Linked DNA regions of Ovis aries: region 1 is linked to region 2. Evidence: chromatin contacts called from public Hi-C data. All regions are on one chromosome and are shown on one strand. The core of a region is the stretch at or near the end of the contact, and the rest is flanking DNA. Distances in the headings are between cores, read along the strand shown. Region 1 holds the start of AVL9 (AVL9 cell migration associated). Region 2 holds the start of NT5C3A (5'-nucleotidase, cytosolic IIIA).

What was found. A called contact is a pair of places that touch in the nucleus more often than the background predicts.
Region 1: a contact with region 2 is called in a Hi-C map of liver, with 3 times the contacts expected there. The contact joins the promoter of AVL9 here to the promoter of NT5C3A in region 2. A contact is called at or near these places in 2 of 16 Hi-C or Micro-C datasets (liver and muscle).

Annotation. Positions count from the first base shown.
Region 1 is chr4:65,574,671-65,580,497 of ARS-UI_Ramb_v3.0, forward strand. It overlaps AVL9 (AVL9 cell migration associated), which reads right to left and starts at 1,661. Exons shown (of 15, transcript XM_042249213.1): 1 at 1,354-1,661. The coding sequence starts at 1,443. It overlaps LSM5 (LSM5 homolog, U6 small nuclear RNA and mRNA degradation associated), which reads left to right and starts at 5,739. Exons shown (of 4, transcript XM_012176847.3): 1 at 5,739-5,804. The coding sequence starts at 5,759.
Region 2 is chr4:65,328,132-65,334,286 of ARS-UI_Ramb_v3.0, forward strand. It overlaps NT5C3A (5'-nucleotidase, cytosolic IIIA), which reads left to right and starts at 2,373. Exons shown (of 10, transcript XM_004007914.6): 1 at 2,373-2,589.

The DNA.
Region 1 (5,827 bases), core at 411-2,910, 250 kb after region 2:
CATGCAGGAAAGGCGGATTCTACCCCTGGCTGGGGAAGATGCCCTGGGTAGGAAATGGCAACCCACTCCAGTTATTCTTGCCTAGAGAATCCCCTGGACAGAGAAGCCTGGCAGGGCTACAGTCCATGGGATCAAAAGAGTCAGACACGACTGAGCACAAAGGCACTACTCACGTGCCATAGTACAGTTATCTCAAATATTTATTTTCTTACCTCCAAATATAAGGCTACATTTAAAAAAACATATACATTCCACTGCTGTTGCTCGGAATTTTCTAATACTACCCTGAAAAATGTCACGTCCTCCTTGGTAACTTTCTACGCCATTTTTACTTGAGGGACAAGGAATATATTTTTAAGTGAAGCTGTCTTTAAAACACACACATACACAACTACTTTCACTCCATCACTTTTCTGTCATTATCCTCTAATGAACTGAAATTTTGCCTATCAGTCTTCTAAAATATTACATTTTCTTTGAAATGCTATATTACCTAGCGGTAGCAATCAGCATTTTTAATACTTTAAGCATTTCAATTTACTGTTCATAGCACATTATGACATCACTGCCTTCCAATGTCTGCGCTCATTAAATATCCTTTACCTTTGTTCCCCTGCCTTCGATACATAGATTGCAGATGTCCTATTGTTCCCGTTCACCATTTCAGTGAAGAAGCTTAAAAATGACAGTATTTCCAAGTTTCTTTGCTCAGTAAATAACACTTCCCCTCACTGCAACTGAGCTGGAGAGTCTATCTCTCATCAAAAGGCAAGATCTGGACAAGACTAAATAGGAACTCGAAGGCCGAATGGGAAGGGGGGCGGAGTCAGTACATCAGCCCATCAGGGGTTCCAGGGCTTTCACAGATAAACAAAGGAAGTTGATTTTCCCACAGTGCCGCCTGTGCTTCGACCATCCTAAGGTACTCGTGTGGAAGCCCAGAGCTCATTACCTTCAAAACGCAGCCCAAGTGCTGATTTTTTTTCTAAGGGAATCCCACTAAAAGCAGACAACCAGAAAGTCAACGCAGACAGAGATGGATGAGGAAGAGTGGGCCGACCATCGATTACCTTCCTGTGACTCCACGGAAGAACCTAAATATCTACCTACCCCAACATACCGACACATAGCTCCTCCGCTGCTCAAGATACAATTTTCAGGGGGAGGGAAAAACAGGGAGCGTGTGGGGTGGGCTTCAGGTAGGGTGAGTGCGAGGATCAGGAGAGAGGAGTCAAGTTCAGGGGCGGAGGGCCGAGGGCACTGGAGGGTGGTCTGAGCCGAGCGGAACGGCGTGGGTGTCGGCAGCGCGCGAACGCCAGAACGGTCGGGGGCGGGCACAGGCTCCTTCCTCACCTGGCAGCCCTTCTTGTGATGAAAGCCGACCACCACGATGTGCAGGACGGGCCCCCGTGGGGGGCCATCGCCGCCCCGCCTGATCTCCATGGACGAACGCCGCGGGCCCGCACAACGATGACTTCAACCGCCGAGGGCGGCAAGCTCGGCGACCCCGCGATCCCCAGGAGGACGGCGAGAGGTGGATTTCAGGTGTCAGCGAGGGAGCCGCATGAGAGCCGCGCAAGGGGCCGGGAGGAGGCCGACGATCCTGCAGCTCTGCACCGCCCCCCCGGGCCGCGGCCGCGCTTCCCTCATCCGCTTCCGCTGTTTCCGGGCTGTCACCTGATGCCGGGGCCGCCGCGGGCGAGGCGGGACTGGGCAGGACCGGGAGGGACCTGACGGGGCTGGGCCTGATGGCGGGGCGGGGCCTGGGGAGCGGGGCGGGGGCGCTGGGTGGGCGGGGCCGAGGGCGGGGCCTGGTGGGGCTTCTGGGCACACCTGTCCCCAGTTCACCCCCTCTGTGTGTGACCTTTTCCCCCTTCCTCCTCTGTCCTTGCTTCTTCCTCCTTAAAATCTCCGCCCCTACCCATCTTTTCCGTCAGTTTTTTCCTACCTTTTTTCCCCTTCATTTTCCGTGTATCCAATTCTTCCACCTCCTTCCCTTCGCCTCTCTGGTCTGGAGTCTCTGCCCTTTATTCTTAAATTTTGATAATATGGAGACATATCGGTGCAGCTCTACGTCTGTGTATTCAACCTTTAAGTTACTTGCTTACCCAGAGTTTCTCTTTTGCTTCGTTCTGTGTTTTTTCCTTATTTAAATATTATGTATAAGAGTTTGTAAGCGTTTTAAGGCCTCATGCAGAATATCCTTGAAAATAAAGTAAGTTTACAGGGAAACCTGTAAAAATGATTATTCTAGTCCTGATATTTTAGTTTTTACTTTGTTGTGAAAGTGTTGGTTGCTCAGTCGTGTCAGACTCTTTGCGACCCCATAGACTGTAGCCCACCAGGCTCCTCTGTCCGTGAAATTATCCAGGCAAGAATACTCGAGTGGGTAGCCGTTCCCTTCTCCTGGTGATCTTCCCGACCCAGGGATTGAACCCAGGTCTCCTGCATTGCAGGCAGATTCTTAACTGTCTGAGCCACCAGGAAAGGCCAATTTAGTCCTGCTATTAAGAAAAAAATTTTTTTTCATTCTATCTTTCTGGGTTTACTACTCTGATCAGTACAAAATACATGCAGTCAGTTATCGTCAGAGGTTTTTATTTCCTTACTGATTGTTCTAGTTGAATTAAAAAAGAAACTATCTCATTTTATGTCAATTTAAAGTGAATAGTGGAAATACTAGCAGATTTAACAAGTCTTGTCCAGGGCAGTTTGAGGGTAGGTGCCTGCTTCAAATAGCGTTCACAATCATTGCAATAACTAGTTGTGAAGTTTATCATTACAAGTTGCCCATCTCTTAGTTTAGACAACCTTAATAGTTAATGTTTTCCACTCTGGCCTTAAAATTTAAGGAACTGCATTCTAATCTAAGTATGGCTGGGAAAAACTGTATAATGGCGGCTCAGATGGTAGATAATCTGCCTGCAATGCAGAAGACCTGGGTTCAATCCCTGGGTAGGGACCATACATTGGCGAAGGGAATGGCTACCCACTCCAGTATTTTTGTCTGGAGAATTCCATGGATAGAGGAGCCTTGAAGACTATTAAAGTTGGTGAGGTCTCCAAAGAGTTGGACAGGACTGAGTGACTTTAACTTCCATTTTCTTCTTATTAATAGAACATACTTTCTGTGATTCAGTAGAATTGTTTTAATGCTTAATAATACTGTCGAAAAACCAAGTTGTTGCTACTATTTCTTTTCTGTATTACAAAATTTTTGGTACTGACTCAGAACTGTGTGTGAAACTATAACATTCCCTGTATACAGAATATGTTACTGTTTTCTTCCATCTGCTTTGACATTTTCCACAATTAGCCTAGCTAAAATTGAAGTGAAATTGAACATTTTTTTTAAAAAAAGAAAAGTCAGGGCATCTTAGAACTCTGTATCTGTAGTGAATGCCAACTGTTTACTTCATTGTGCAGGAGACCCCAGTGATAGCAGTATAAAGTCTGTATCAGAACTTTCCTGGTGGTCCAGTGGCTCAATGCAGAGGGCCTGGGTTTGATCCCTGGTCAGGGAACTAGATCCTACATGCCACAGTTGAGTTTGTATGGCACATCTAAAGATCTCAAGTGCCACAGATAAGGCCCAGCACAGCCATACTCCCTCAAATCTGTTACATTTTGCATGCTAGGGTCTCCAACTAAGATGAAATTATTTATTCATAACCATTATTTGCTTAAATGTTTTAAAAATATGTCATTTAAAATAATGGCCTAAACAAAGAAGATATGTCACAGGGAAAATTGGGAGAGAAAGTAAGCAAGGGAATTTCTAAAATTTTTTCCATCTCTAATTATACAGACTGGTCCATTTAACAATTTAACAACTTTTACATTAGTTTTTAATGAGTTCTATTAATATAAAATACATTCATTAGCAAAATATTGTCTATAAGGACACGTTGAGGGAAAATAGGAATTTCTGCTTTATTTTAAAAAGTGTTGGAAAAAACAAGATTGGAAATAGCGATTTGAGATAATGAAATACTTCCTTAATATTATTTTGAAAGGAAACATTTGCTTGTATTTTATGATGAAATTTATCTCCAGGGAAAAAATTAGAAATGTCTTTCTGAACATACAGTACATTGAAGAGCTTCTTGTAATTATGTGTTATGATAAATTATAAGTTCTATTTTATGTCTGCTCCGTAAGTAAGAACCAGGAGAAAAACCCTGGAGACAGAGCTATGATATGTTTTCAAATTCATTTGGAATTGGCCCGTTGTTTCGTGTCTTGCCTCAGGAAAGAACTCAGTAGAATAAAAACACCTCTTCCTGCAATCCCCATTAACTACTGTGTAAACAATTGTATCTCCGTTTTCAGAGTATAAGACCTCCTTTATTCTTCATCAATAGTGCTGAATGTTAATTTGGTTTCTGTAATGGAAAGCAAGATATTGACTTAAAGCTTATTTTCTTGAATTTTAAACTCTATCAGGTAGCAACAATACCTTGAATTTGGTTCCTATTCACATTATGGTATGGTGAAAATGAAACAAGAATAGATATAGGAAAACAAATTTTTTTGGCATTACTTTGTCTTGCCAAAGAATGATGTGACGATTGACTAAGATCCCTGAAGTTAAAAGAGCACTTTTTGCTTTACATATTAAATTCCACGTGCTTTGTACATAATGCTTGCTAGTTGTCTTTCTCCCCCATTTATCCTTTAGCTCCTATAAGGGCAGAAGACGTTGTAGTTCTGTTCTTTACGCTGGTTATACTGAGCAAAATGCCAATGTTCAACTAAAGTATTTGTTCGATGAATGAATGATTGGTGCTTTGCAGCCATTGTGTGAATGAATGATGTCCTTCCTGGCCTTTCCTGCTTAAACTCTTTAGCTTTAAGCTCCTCAGATATAAACATAAAATAGACCAACGCAAAAAATTTGTTCGCTTTTTCTTTTCAAAACAGATGCGTAAAAGCAGCAAGGCTTCCTAAATGTGATGTTATTAACATAGAATGACATCTGGTGGTTGCCTGTTGGACTGTGGAAGAAATAGTGTATACAAAATGTATAGCAGACTCCTAGATATTACAAGATTAAAAAGGACAGTTCAGTTCTGTCACTGTTTTGTCCGACTCTTTGCGACCCCATGGACTGCAGCACACCAGGCTTCCCTGTCCATCACCAACTCCTGATAGTAGAAGATAGAAAACAATAGAAATGGAAAAAATTGAAAAAGTAGAATAGAAAAATAGAAAAAGAAAACGATAGTAGAAAATAGAAAACATACTTAAAATTTCCCCCTCGCCCAACAAACTTTATTAAAAATGCTAGTTGTGGGTTTTCAAATCATCAAACTTTTAAAAGAAGCGGTAGATTTTTTTTTTTAACGAAAATTGCAACACAATGAATCGGTGGCGGGAAAATCAAATTTATTGATTCTGGTCGAAGAAAGATCCTGGGTTGATATGAGACACACCTCGATAAGGGGAAATAAGACAGCACAAAGGCTTCCGTTTCGCAGGCTTCCGGATTAGAGAAATAACTTATTTATAAGACCGGAGATCTCTAAAGTCTCTTGGAAGTTTGGAGAGGCGAGTTATCTGTGGAGAACCTAGAACGCTCAGTGAACAGAAACACTTTCTAGAATCTCCCTGCAGGATAAAGAAGTGGCTGGATCTCCTCAATCGCACTCTCGGCCTCAGATTGGTCGAGCCTGCCTGGGCCGGAAAAAAGCGGAAGCGCGCTCTTTCAAACTCGCCGTTCCGACGTCGATAGAGGCAGGCCACTTCCGGCGTAGCCATGGCGGCTAACGCTACCACTAACCCGTCGCAGCTGCTTCCTCTAGGTAATCTTTGTCCTGTTGGGGAG
Region 2 (6,155 bases), core at 1,123-3,622:
GAGCAGGAGGAGAAGGGGACGACAGAGGATGAGATGGCTGGATGGCATCACGGACTCGATGGACCTGAGTCTGAGTGAACTCTGGGAGATGGTGATGGACAGGGACGCCTGGCGTGCTGCGATTCATGGGGTCGCAAAGAGTCGGACACGACTGAGCGACAGAAATGAACTAAACTGAACTGAACTTGCATTGTTTTAATTTTTAACAGCGTTAGTGGGCGAAGATCTTAAAGCTACATCCACCAAATAGTTCTTCCTCACAAGAATACTACTTAACTACTTCAAGCCAAGACTATACCAATTATCCTATCAGAGCAGAGTGTAACATTGTGCATAGCAAAAATTCATAAATTTACATCAAATTCCTTCATGTATTCTTACCATCCCAAGTAACATCATATATCATCATGGACAATAATTTACAGAAAAACACACTTACATACTTAAAGAGTTAAAAACAACAACAGAGAAATCAAACATGTGAACTGATAGTAGCCAACATGTGTTTCCCAGTTCTACAAAAGGCATTCAGGCACCCAGTGGTTAATTCCAGACTTGTTTTCTCACCAGATGCCTGCTGGGATAAGCTCTATCCCACCTTTCTAAGAACTCCCTTTCCGCAAATTTCCCTTCAAGCAGAACTGCCAGGGTCCCAGGGCTGGGACGACTAGAGCAAGAGTGGAGGGTGCAGAGAAAACCAACCCTTACTGCTCCCTCTTGTTCTCCTGTTCCAACTTTTTTCATGTCCTGGGCAAAGAGACAGCCTCACCGAGTAGCACCACCAGCTCCACAGAGTTGGTATGATTCCCCCAAGTAGCTCCCCTGCATCCCCTTCCTGTCATCCCCAGAGACAAGCAGGGGAAACTGCCGAAAGAGTCCTTGAAAGAGACCAGGCAGGTGAGAACAAGTCATGCTACTCAGAAAGGAAAATGATGGAAGAGGCGATGATTGATTGGAATGCAGCAGAAAAGGAAGAAACACCTACTTGCTCCAGCCTAACTTCAAGTCTTCTCTGCTCTGTTGCCATAGCAACATTTTATGTGCGTGGTATAAAACATATAACATAAAATTTACCAACATAATTTTTAAATGTATAGTACAGTACTGCTAACTGTAGGCACACAACTCTGCAACAGATCTCTGGAATTTTTCATCTTGCAAAACTGAAACAACTCAATACTCAGTTGTACGACCCCATCATTTCCTCTTCCTCAGGCCCCACGACCACTATTTTACTTTCTGTTTCTTAGAGTCTGACTACTCATTTAAGTAGAATAATGCCGCACTTGTCTTTTTTATGACTGGCTTATTTCACGTATACGAGGTCTTCAAGATTCATTCGTGTTGTCAAATCCTGCAGAATTCACCTCTATTTAAAGGTTGAATAGTATTACATTTGATGTATTTCCACATTTTCTTATCAGTTCATCTTTTGATGGACATTTTGGTTGCTTCCACATCTTGGCTATTATGAATAGTGCTGCAGTGAACATGGGAGGGCTAAAATTTCTACCAGTGTCTACTTTCGATTCTTTTGGATATATACCCTGACACAGGATTGCTGGATCATATGGTAATTCTATTTTTAATTTCTTGAGGAACTTCCACCCTTTTCCCACAGTGGCTGCACAAATTTACATTTCCACCAACAGTGCACCAGGGTTCCAATTCTTCACATCCTCACCAACATTCTTAATTTTCTGGTCTTCTTGACAGCGGCTGTCCTAACTTGTGTGAAGTGATATCTCATTGTGGTTTGTATTTTTATTTTCCTGATGATTAATGATATTGATAAGCTTTATAAGCTTCTTTACCAATTGTCTATTCAAGTCTTTTGCCTATTTTTTAATGGGTTTTTGTTGTTGTTGACATTTTTAACACAAACTAGATATTAACCCTTTGTCAGTTAAACGGTTTGCAAGTATTTTCTCATATTCTGTAGATCGCCTTTTATTCCCTTGTTTCTTTTGCTGCACCCTGCAGCTTGTCATAGCACTTTACAGCCAACCTACTGCGCAAGTCAGATAGCAACGCCCCAGATGCCTTCTGGGGGTTGTAGTCCTGAGTATCAGAGGAGTGTGGAAGGCCGAGGATTATTTCTGAGTGATGGTTGGCATCAGATTTCTAGCGGGCGGGGCTGGAATGAACCACTGCCTGGTCCTCATTAGCAAAGAGAGAAATTTAGTTCAGTTCCCCTTTTCTGTCCTTGAGCAGTTCCTCGGACCCAGGTTCTGAGAAGACCCTCTTCCCCACCTTGGCTTCCGGTGCAGGCGAGCTCCTGCTGCTCTCTCCAGCTTCCCGCCGCCAGGCCCTCGTGGGTGGGACCTCCCTGGGGGCGGGGCTCGCGCAGGAGGGGCGGGGCGTCCGGGCTTGTCCACCGGCCGGCGTTTCTGAGGCCGGTGGCCATCCAGCGACCTCTTCTCGAACCGCGAGGCGAAGGAGGCCAGGTCCATGGATCGAGCGGCGGTGGCGAGGGTGGGCGCGGTAGCGAGCGCCAGCGTGTGCGCCCTGGTGGCGGGGGTGGTGCTGGCCCAGTACATATTCACCTTGAAGAGAAAAACAGGCCGGAAGACCAAGATCATCGAAATGGTGAGTGTGGGGGCTCGTCGTGCCGGGGCGCGTGAGGGGTCGGGGTGGCCCGTCCGGCCTCGCCTTCCCGCGCCGACCGCTGCTGGAATGCTGGGGCCGCACTGGGGACCCGTTCGTCCCGCCTGGGGCGACCCCGCGGGCCCGATGTCCTGGTCTGGACCCTTGACAGCAGCTCTCGGCTTCCCGTGGGCTTAGTTATATCTCTATTTGAAACAAAAAGGCAGCAAATAGGTAATTCGGAAAAAAACTACCTCCCGCAGCAACACCCGCTTTTTCAAGAAATGGAACTTCCTGGGGATGTTTCGCCCTCCTCCTGGCATCCCGGGTCAAACCGTTGCAACAATCCAATTCTGATGGTGGTTTCTGCATCATGGCTAGGTTGAGCTCTGTTATGACAAGATGTAACTTGTCAGTGGTTAAAGAAATGACACTTAACCCAGTTGGAGTTCAGAATAGTTTATTTTGTATTTGAAATGTTACTCCTTCCTGTCTCAAACTGCTGGGAAGTATCTTTGTGTTTATTTTTCCCCCCACCAAACCTCTTACATAACGTTTTAGAAATTTATTTCCAATTTTATTGTAAGACAGTATTTGAAGAATTCCATTTGAGGTGCATTATTATAGGCAATATTTGCTCCAAAGTTGGGGATGTTTTGTGTTTTATTTAGAGCCCACTCATCAAGACAGTTTTTCTCAGTGAGTTGCATTCTTTGGTACTTACTGGAGTGAATAATCCTGTGTATACTCCCAATAATGTACTACACATGTGAACTTCTAGGATCTAGTATTGACAGATCAGTTGACAGTTTACCACTGTACTAAATAATATAATTTTAGGTTCATGTCTGAGAATATTTAGCTTCAACTATATGTTCTAATTGAGCACAGAAACTATTTGTCCCAATCTTTGCTCTTGGCCCTGGGCTGAATACAAAAATATTCTTTCATAAATAAAAGTTTTAAAAATGTTAATTCCCCACATGTTTCTTATGCCAATAGTTTTGCTTATTGCTAGGATTAAATTAGTGTTGGACTATTATTGCATAGTCTTTTCTCCATTTCTGTACTCATAAGAGCAAATGTTGTTAATCTCAAAATTTTCATTTTGTTTATGTAGGTATCCTGCATAGAAAACATTGGTGGCTTCCTTTTGTTCCAAACCAAAAATGTATATGTGTGAGGAAAAAAAAAAACCCACATTGCCATACCTTCTTGTATGTACTTGGACTGTGCATTGGTCTATCACTTCTATTCTAAACCAAGTAGAGGTAAAAAAGTCAATGCCTTCACAAAATCCACAATGAAGCCATAATCTTTAAATATACATAATGTGTAATATTAATTCAGGCATAAGGACAAGTAGTATTGTGGCTGCAGCATAATATACAGATATGTATTTGGAAGGAAGAGATAGGGAATGTGGACAAGGAGACAACATTGTAAAGGAATGTTGTAAAGCCATTCCAAACAGTTTGCCCTTTATTTTTTAGGCAGTGGGGAGCCATGAAAGGTAGTTGGACAGGATAATTGCATGCTCAAAAGTTTATTTTATAAAAATCACTTAGGAAAAGGTGAAAGGGGAGTGCTTGGAAAGAAAGAAATAATTTAGGAGGATGCTGGCAGTATTCCTTGTGAAAGATGATTAGAGCCTAGACTAGAAAATGAGAGCTCAGAGGATGAACATTTCCAGATAAAATCAACCGGACTTGGCAATACAAACTCTGAACTCATACAAACCTAGCGTTGAATCTAGCCTTTCTCATTTATCAAGCTATGTGATCTTGGGCCAGTTTTTTAACTTCTCTGACTCTGCTCACCTGTTAATTGGAAGATAATAATACTACCTACTTCGTGGGGTAGTTATGAAGTTACATGCAGTAACAGTGGGCATAATTGCTATCATTTGGGAGCTTATCATTATTTAGGATCATTAAAGAGATTAATCACATTGTGGGGATTGCACACTAAATGGTAATAACGGCTACATTATTAGCCAAGATCAAAAAGGGGAGAGAGAGAGCAGACAAGGATGATGTGGAGCAAATTCACTTTGTCCTGTTTAGCCAAGTAGAAATGTCCGTAAATTAGTTACATTAAGTAAAGAGCTTTGAAAAGCAATTATTGCCATATAGTGGCCCATAGTAATATACAGTATATATTTTACCTGTTGCTATTATCAGCAACAACAACTGAAAATGTAGTGCTGGAGTTGAGAAGATAGATTGGGATTAGCACCAGTACTTTCTGAAATGTCTAACTTCTTGGCAGTAGTAGTGAAAATGGTTATGATTTCTTATCCATAACTTTGCAGGAGGATGAAAAGAGAAACCTTGAGAATACTGACAAATAACGGGTGTTCAGTGAAGAAAACAGAGATCTCAGATGTGGGAAAAGAGAACACGTTACCAAAAAGGGGCAGAGTCAGCAGTGTCAGTCTGCACAGGTCACATGTTGAGCTCAAAGCCATATGCGTTAGACAGCCACTGAAAGAACAACAAAGTGAAGACCAGAAAGTGACTATTAAATGCAAAAATACTCATGCCTTCAGTGTGTGTTGTGTTTTGCTTTGGTTTTGAATGGTTGGCAATGTGCCCATTTTGGCAGGCAGGACAGTGAGAATGCTTAATGAAGTGAAAGGAGGAAAGGGAATAATCAATCAAGCTGAGTACAGTACTAGTACAGGAAGGCTGGGGATAGAGAACACAGGTGGACAGGTAACCTTTTAAAGAAATGAGGAACAGTCCTCTCTCTTTAAGAATGTACAGTAGTCACTCACTATCCTTGGCAATGTGCCCATTTTGGCAGGCAGGACAGTGAGAATGCTTAATGAAGTGAAAGGAGGAAAGGGAATAATCAATCAAGCTGAGTACAGTACTAGTACAGGAAGGCTGGGGATAGAGAACACAGGTGGACAGGTAACCTTTTAAAGAAATGAGGAACAGTCCTCTCTCTTTAAGAATGTACAGTAGTCACTCACTATCCTTGGCAGCTGGTTCCCACTCCCTTGGATACCAAACTCCAAGGATGCTCAAGGCCCTTTTATAAAATGGTAAATAGTTTTAATTATAACCTATGCACTATCTCCCATATATTTTAAATAGTCTCTAGTTCACTTCTAATATCTAATACAGTGTAAATATTATGTAAACAGTTGTAAATACAATGTAAGTGGTGTGTAAATTGTTGCTAGGAAGGAGCAAATTCAAGTTTTGCTTTCTGAGACTTTCTGGAATTTTTTTCCCAGGTATTTTCAGTCCTTGGTTGATGGTATCACTGATGTGGAACATACAGATATGGATGGCTGACTGTACCGCTCACTGATTTATAGGTGCTTATTTCAGCATATTTTAATTTACGTTATGTCTTATTTTCAGCCTTACACCAACTACGTCCACTTACTTCATTCTTTATTTCTGTCCAGTTGACTTAATTTCTCCTACTAAATGGCACCTCTTTCCAATTTTTATATATCAACTCTTTTCCTTTTTTCTTCATTAGCAGAGTATATTCTAGTTTTACTTTTTACCAACAGATTAATACTAATTTTTCTCCAATAGGAAACTAAT